2 separate regions of the Mus musculus genome follow, and region 1 is linked to region 2. The links are chromatin contacts, called in public HiChIP or PLAC-seq maps. All regions are on one chromosome and are shown on one strand. The core of a region is the stretch at or near the end of the contact, and the rest is flanking DNA. Distances in the headings are between cores, read along the strand shown. Region 1 has its middle 19 kb from the start of Scd1. Region 2 overlaps Scd3 (stearoyl-coenzyme A desaturase 3).

Region 1 (3,508 bases), core at 290-2,789, 160 kb before region 2:
CCAGTTATACTGAGAGAAAGAGCCTGGTGGTGTGGTCTCCCTCCCTGGCTGGCAGTGGCAGGAAGCTAAAACCATGTCCAGCCACCTCGTACAACCTTCTGTTTGTCAGGAATAGATGCCATTCACCCTCCCTTAACATCCAACCACATGCTGCTTTAATCCCCTTTCTCTACCACGGCAGCTTGCCTAACTGTGCTCTCCTCCCCAAGCAAGCTCTGAGACCCTCAAGGCTACCTTCCTCTATTAGAACTGTCTCCCTGCTCCTAAAACAGATAGCACTGGATAGAATCAGGGAACAATCTCCTGTCTTCTTTTAGATTCTAACTCTGCTACCAACTGTGGGAAATGTCACAGGGAGAGTTCTCTTCTGTGACCCAGAGTTAACTACGTTGATTCTTGAATGTTGACCTTAGGGCAAGTGCCACAATCCCTAATTACAGGCAGCAAGGACTCTATTCTGAGGTTGCCAGAGGCAGAACACTCCCCCTTTGATGACCCAACTCTGCCTTTCCCCACAGTGCAGCTAAGCCTGCCACACCCAAGCCACAGAGGTACAGTGGTTCAGTGATTTGTCCAATGGTCTCAGAGAGACCCTTTGTCTTGACTATGCCCCACCCAGGCTTTAGTGGAAAGGCCAGAGATGGCTCAAGCTTGCTTGTGGCTCTAGTCTTATTCCTTTATAAAGATTCCAGACCAATAGAAGGATTCTCTTTAATTCACATACATGTATACTTAAAAATAAACACACAGGCACACACACACACAATTTGAAGAGGAATCAACTTTAACACACACACACAGGCACACACACATACAATTTGAAGAGGAATCAACTTAAACACACACACACACACACACACACACACACAGAGTCACCATTCAGTTATAATGGGCTTTCTATGTCTAGCTCCAGAGCATTAGGCTGCTCCACAGATAACATCTGCTAACTGTTCAGTTGTTTCTGTGGATGGTCCTGTTGTAGACATTTGTGTAAAAATTCTTAAGAACATTGTGGATGTCTGCAGCTGATTTGGGCACACGAGTAGGAGTGGAGTGACTCACTCACTGACCTTTTCCACGGTGGAGCAACCTTTTTAAACTTTCACTACCAATGTTCGCGTGATAACCTTCATTCTTCACGCGAACTCACTGTCCCCCGTTCCTCCAGTCTTTCACAAAAGCCTGTTCCCATCAACCCAGCCCTTTGTCCCTAAAGTACGACGTGGCAAGAGAAGCTGCACCTTGAGTAACTTCAGTTTCTGCCAACTAAAGCTTCCTGCCATGTTTTTTTCCTGGATCAAGGACAGTGTGAGGAGGAGCCATTTCACTGGGGTCACTAGGGCATTTCTCAGTGACCCGCGACACCTCCGAAAGCACTGTGAGCCTCCACAAACTGAGCTGGGGGTGGAGAGGCCGTGCAGAAGCTCCGCCTGCTCTTCTGGGGTGGGCGTTGAACCCTCAGCCCCACACCTTGGCCCCTCGCGCTCGCCCGAGGCTGGTCCTGGGTGCGGACACCCAGAGAGGCACGCCCTCCCGGGGTTATTCTCGGTCAGCACCCGCCCTCGGGGTCACTCGCGTTCACTCGGCCCACAGCGCCTGACCCCGCGCAGCCAATCAGCAGCCGCGCTGCGGCTCTGCCGGTCTGGAGGTGCGTGCGCACTTTGCGGTCTGGAGCCGGAGGAGAGCTAACTTGTTAAGTCCTATGTAGACACTGGCATCCCTCCTGCAGGGGAGAAAGGCAGGGAACTCGCGTGTGGCCTCTGGTCCAGGGCTGCCTTTTAGGTAGCGATTCCTACACTGAACAGACAGTAGACAGGGTGCGTTGTACTTAATCTGCACAGCGCGGGACCAGAGCTCCACTAACTCAGAACAGATTAAAGACCGGGCGGTCAAGGAGAGACCGGACAGGAAAGCAGTCTTCAGGAACCTTCCAGGTTGATGTCTCCAGGGATGAAGGAGTAGGAAGAGGGTAGGAAGGGGAAAGTACAGAAAAAGGCTGTGAATACCCGCCTGAAGAACCCAGAGTTTCGCTGTTTCTTAGAAAAACAAAACCTTTTGAGACAAGGTCTCACTGTGTAATCCTGGCTGGCCTGGAACCCGCTATGTGTAGAAATTCGTAGAAATCCGTCTGACTCCTGAGTGCTGACATTAAAGGCGAATGGCCTGATTGTTTCTCGTGAAGAGTCTTGTGCATGTAGGACAGAAAACTATGTTTCAGAAAGTTACTGTGTTGGCCGCAGTAGAGCAGAGGGCAGCCGCCTAGGGCTGGAAGGTCAGATCCTAGTTTTGATACAACTCCTGGGACTGGCAGGGACCTATCTGACTGCACGTGAGAAGAGCAGCATGGACTTGGGAAAGGGGACCTCTGAGAGGTGTTTGGAGCAGAGCACTCTGGGAAGTAGAACACGATGGAATTTTATCTTTAGTGGCAGCAAAGCCAGTGTTCACCCCTGCCAGCGTCAGAAAAAAAAAGCACCTTTGGGAAGAGAAGAGAGTAGGAATTTAGTTTCTGACATGAGAGTTGGGGTTGTAAGAAACCTTACATGCTTGTGGAAATATTACCCTGGGAATCTAAAGGTTATCGAGAGAAACAGAATAAGACTTCTCAATGACAGTGCAGCATGGTAACAAAACAATGTACAGAGCAAAGAGGCAGAAAAACACCAAACTCCCCCAATCAAAACCAAGCAAGCAACTAGACAGTGGCCTAACCACACACACAAAACTACAGTGGTGTTGTGTAACTGAAAATTAATTCCAAGTGCCAGCAAGAAGAGCTCTGGTGAAATACCTTTGGATTTCTGCCTCGTACTTTTTTCTTTTTTAATAGGTCAGTTAACATTTGAGGAAATACTTCGCAGTCATTAAGACTTTTAAAATGGTGATTCATGGATTTAGCATATGCAGAGCCCTGGTTCAAGTCCTAACCACAACCATCTTCTTGCTGAGTTGTGAAACTATTAATTGTCATTAAAAAAAAATGCTTAGTGAGGAGCTGGAGAGATGGCTCAGTGGTTAAGAGCACTGACTGCTCTTCCAGAGGTCCTGAGTTCAATTCCCAGCAACCACAGAGTGGCTCACAACCATCTGTAACAGGATTCGCTGCCCTCTTCTGGTGTATCTGAAGACAGTGACAGTGTACTCACATATATAAAATAAATAATTCTTTAAAAATAAAGTGCTTATTGGTGGGCTGCGAGACGGCCTTGAGTTTGAATCCCCAGAGCAGGTGAAATCTGGATGCTGCAGGTTCGTTAATCCTAGTTCACCCCTAGTGGTAGATCGGAGGCAGAGACAAACATCTTCTGGGGTGTCTACTACTAGTTGGCAGTGGGGCCTGGGAAAATGGAGCTGATAGAAGACTCAGAATAAAGTCTCACACAATGGCCAACTTTATCCAGAGGTTCATACAACTTATACTCTGAGGGTTAAGAGGAGTCACATGAGGAAAGTTTCCAATCACAAGGACAAGTGACAAAAACATGTTTTTCCATAGAGGCATATAAAC
Region 2 (3,522 bases), core at 774-3,273:
CTAAAAGCTGATGTTAACCAGTCCAACTGATGTGATGGCTCCTCGTCTTTCATCTGGATAAAGCTAAGTAAATGCTTCTAAGAAACGCCCCATTGCCTAGCCTTCCTGGGCCCCTTGGACAAGGTCCTAATGTCAACAGTAAGCAGTTACAGAAGGAAGATATGACATCTGTCCATTATCCCACCTTACTGGCTGAAATGCTGAGTCAAACAGGAACTCCCCCAGGCCCACTCAGAAAAGGACTCCACTTTGTCATCCTGACCACCCCATGGCCACGAAAATAGATGGGATCCAATCCTGGATTAATCGCTCTCTTCTGAAGTTCACCACCCCCTTCCCCAAAACATCTGGATCCCAGCAATGGGTTGTTAGACAACACCCACAGAACCCGTTAAAAATCAGACAGATAAAAGATTCCAGAGGTTTGCTTTCTATTTCATGTTGCCTTGGGCTGCTGAGGGACATGCTCCAGTACAACACACATGAACATCGATTAGAACTACGGACGGAAGCCTAAATAACATTGCTTATGGTTCCCCCCGCCCTCACGTTTGACGTATGTAAATTGTTTGGGCCAAAATGGAACAGGTGCCCAAAGGCCACAAACATATATGTTCCCTCATTCTCTAGGTCTTTGGATATAGGATCCAGAATATGGAAAATACTTTGGCCACCCTTCAGGTATATGCCTGCCCCTCAGTTGAAGACCCTGACTTGCAGGGGACATGGTGTGTGCTTTTGTGATATGTGGGGCGATAAAGCATTAGCTTCCTGGGTAACTGATAAAGATAAGTATATTCAGCCACAGAAGGTTGAGTCAGTCTAGAAAACTTGGGAAGACCAACCCCACTCAAATTAAGATAAAAATGATACAAATGATTTATGAGATACAGGGTAGATTTGGGGGCTCCTCCTTTATGCATCTGGTAATGACCCTGGGATGATATTCACCATCCAGAGAGTCCAGGTCACTAGGAACAGGGTCTTAGACATCAGTGGTTCCAAGAGAATGTTAATGCCCTCTCCCTGTCCTAGAAAGGACAAGGTCTCTCTGCTTATATAAGATATCGGTCTCAGTACCTGCAACACCGTAATAATGTACAGATGCTAATGCAGGAGTTTCCCCTTACTCTTTAGTACCGCCAAAAGGCACTTGGTTTGCTTGTGCCTTGGCACTGACCCCCTGTATCAGTCCCTTTAGCATCACTGAAACTTCTGAATTTTGCATACTTGTACATCTGTAGCCTCTGGTACAGTATTATCCTGGAGAAGGAGGTTAGGGACACCTGGGACTTCTACACCATTCCCAGATGGCCAGGGCAGTGCCAACACTAATAATGCCTTTCCTAAAAAGCATGAGCATAGCAAGACCTACCAGCATGAGAGAAGCAACACTTATGAAGGGAGATCAAAATGTCAAACATTTAAGCCAACAAAGACTGATATAAAAGTTTGTCCTCCTGGCCTCAGAAAAGAATTTTTTTTTCTGAGACAGGGTTTCTCTGTGTAGCCCTGACTGTCCTAGAACTCACTCTGTAGACCAGGCTGACCTCAAACTCAGAAATTTGCCTGCCTCTGCCTCCCAAGTGCTGGGATTAAAGGCATGCGCCACCACGCCCAGCATCAGAAAAGAAAAATTTTGAGTCAATGATTTGACTCATTGGGACAGCTCAAAAAAGGGTGGAATGCTATGGTTTGACACCTCCCCCTCCAAGCATAGCTGTAGCCATTTTGTACCATGCCTGTCAGCTATTTCATATTGTTGCTGTAACATGCCTGCCAGATACACAGAAGTGACTTGGCTCAAGGACATACTGACCACATACTGTTTTGTTCTGTATGTTCTGAATGTGCGGTATGAGTTTTGCTAATCTTAAGAAATTCCACAAAGCTTTGTGTAGGACCCATCAAATCAAAGGACAATTTGAACTGTTATGTCTGAAATCACTTGAGTCAGAGCTGACCACCCGGCAGTACTTCCTGTGTGTGAACTCACTGTGGCTTTTGTGGTTTTATCCTTTGTGAGCTGACAGGAAAAGATATCTGTTGTCATAGTTCTGATAATTCTGGGCTCTGTTCCTGATCTGACCAGTATTAAAGTGCAGTCAATAACTATTCTGAGTAGTTAACTGAGATCAGTGTTCACGCCGTTTGTGTGGCGATGTCTGAACACCAACAGTCTCTAGCTATTTACTATCCTGGTAAGTATGTTGATGAAGTTAAAAGCTAAGTGTTCATGCAGGGTCCGAGCACTGATCCAGTCTCAGCTGTATCATACATTTCATAGGAATGCAGCACTCCAACTCAAAGCCTACAAGATCAGTCTCTCTAATGCGGAGTGGACACTGGGTGTACCCATCTGTTGCTCAGATTGGTAGAACTAGGAGGTGGGACTGAGGCCTTGTTAGTACCTAAAGGCCATCTGGAAACCATAGAACCTCTGCGGCTACAGAACTTAGCTGAGATTGGAGATACCAAACATTGCACAAACTGCTATGTGTCCCTCTGTATCAAGAGTTAACGGTTTTCTAAGTGGTCTCTTTCCTCCTCTCTTCTGCCTCCTGTGTGTCATCTGGTCCTTCTATAGGACCTCAGGACAACCATAGAGATGGTGTCTGCCCTAGGGAAGGGCTGACCGTATCCTTCTGAACTGGGATGAGGCCTCAGATGGTTTGCAGCCTCTGACTCAGTGGTGACTGGGGTCTTCCCATGAAGAGGATCTAACTGTACCTGGACAGAGAAGCCAGTGGAGGGCAAACCCTGACGTCACAGGAGGAAAGGGAAGGAAGGCTTAAAGCAGAGCCAGAGTACCAAGAAAAGTGTCCGAATCTGCTCCACACTGCAGATCACCAAGGCGCATTGGCTCCAGAGTACAGACAATGCTATCTTAACAGGGGTGCTGGAGTGACAGTCCTCGTGACATGGAGTCATGATCTTATTCTGCCAATTGCTTTGGTCACGAAGGTTGTATTAGTCAGGGTTCTCTAGAGTCACAGAACTTATGGATAGTCTCTAGATAGTAAAGGAATTTATTGATGACTTACAGTCGGCAGCCCAATTCCCAACAATTGTTCAGTCGCAGCTGTGAATGGAAGTCCAAGGATCTAGCAGTTACTCAGTCTCACGCAGCAAGCAGGCGAAGGAGCAAGGGCTCGAGCTAGACTCCCTTCTTCCAATGTCCTTATATTGTCTCCAGCAGAAGGTGGAGCCCAGATTAAAGGTGTGTTCCACCACACCTTTAATCCCAGATGAAAGGCGTAGCCCAGATTAAAGGTGTGTTCCTTAAACTCGGAGATTCAATCTTCTGGAATTCATAGCCACTGTGGCTCAAGATCTTCAAACCAAGATCCAGATAAGGATCTCCAAGCCTCCAGATAAGGGTCACTGGTGAGCCTTCCAATTCCGGATTGTAATTCATTCCAAATATTGTCAAGTTGACAACCAGGAATAGCCACTACAATCCACCCCTTGTCAACTTGACACAAATAATATCTCATGTTCACATGAAACAATAACAAGGTT

Evidence for each region. HiChIP or PLAC-seq counts read pairs in DNA pulled down with a chosen protein or histone mark.
Region 1: an HNF4G HiChIP or PLAC-seq map of pancreatic cancer cells shows a contact between it and region 2. The contact joins two enhancer-like sites. A contact is called at or near these places in 1 of 15 datasets of contacts at CTCF or cohesin (large pre-B cells), 1 of 484 Hi-C or Micro-C datasets (3T3-L1-derived adipocytes), 3 of 115 datasets of contacts at active chromatin or transcription factors (acute myeloid leukemia, embryonic stem cells and pancreatic cancer cells) and 2 of 9 other capture datasets (adipose tissue and liver).

The regions. Positions count from the first base shown.
Region 1 is chr19:44,386,727-44,390,234 of GRCm38.p6, reverse strand. No RefSeq gene overlaps it. Among named protein-coding and RNA genes, the nearest start is that of Scd1, 19 kb to the left of the region's middle. Within about 2 kb of position 1,539, at least 425 of the 459 cell types and tissues checked have an H3K27ac peak or open chromatin away from gene starts, as enhancers often do. A contact at or near this core is called in pancreatic cancer cells, where this site is marked.
Region 2 is chr19:44,224,387-44,227,908 of GRCm38.p6, reverse strand. All of the region lies in intron 2 of Scd3 (stearoyl-coenzyme A desaturase 3), which reads right to left. It also overlaps a transcript of Pkd2l1 not described here. Among named protein-coding and RNA genes, the nearest start is that of Scd3, 23 kb to the right of the region's middle. Within about 2 kb of position 2,023, at least 39 of the 459 cell types and tissues checked have an H3K27ac peak or open chromatin away from gene starts, as enhancers often do. A contact at or near this core is called in pancreatic cancer cells, where this site is marked.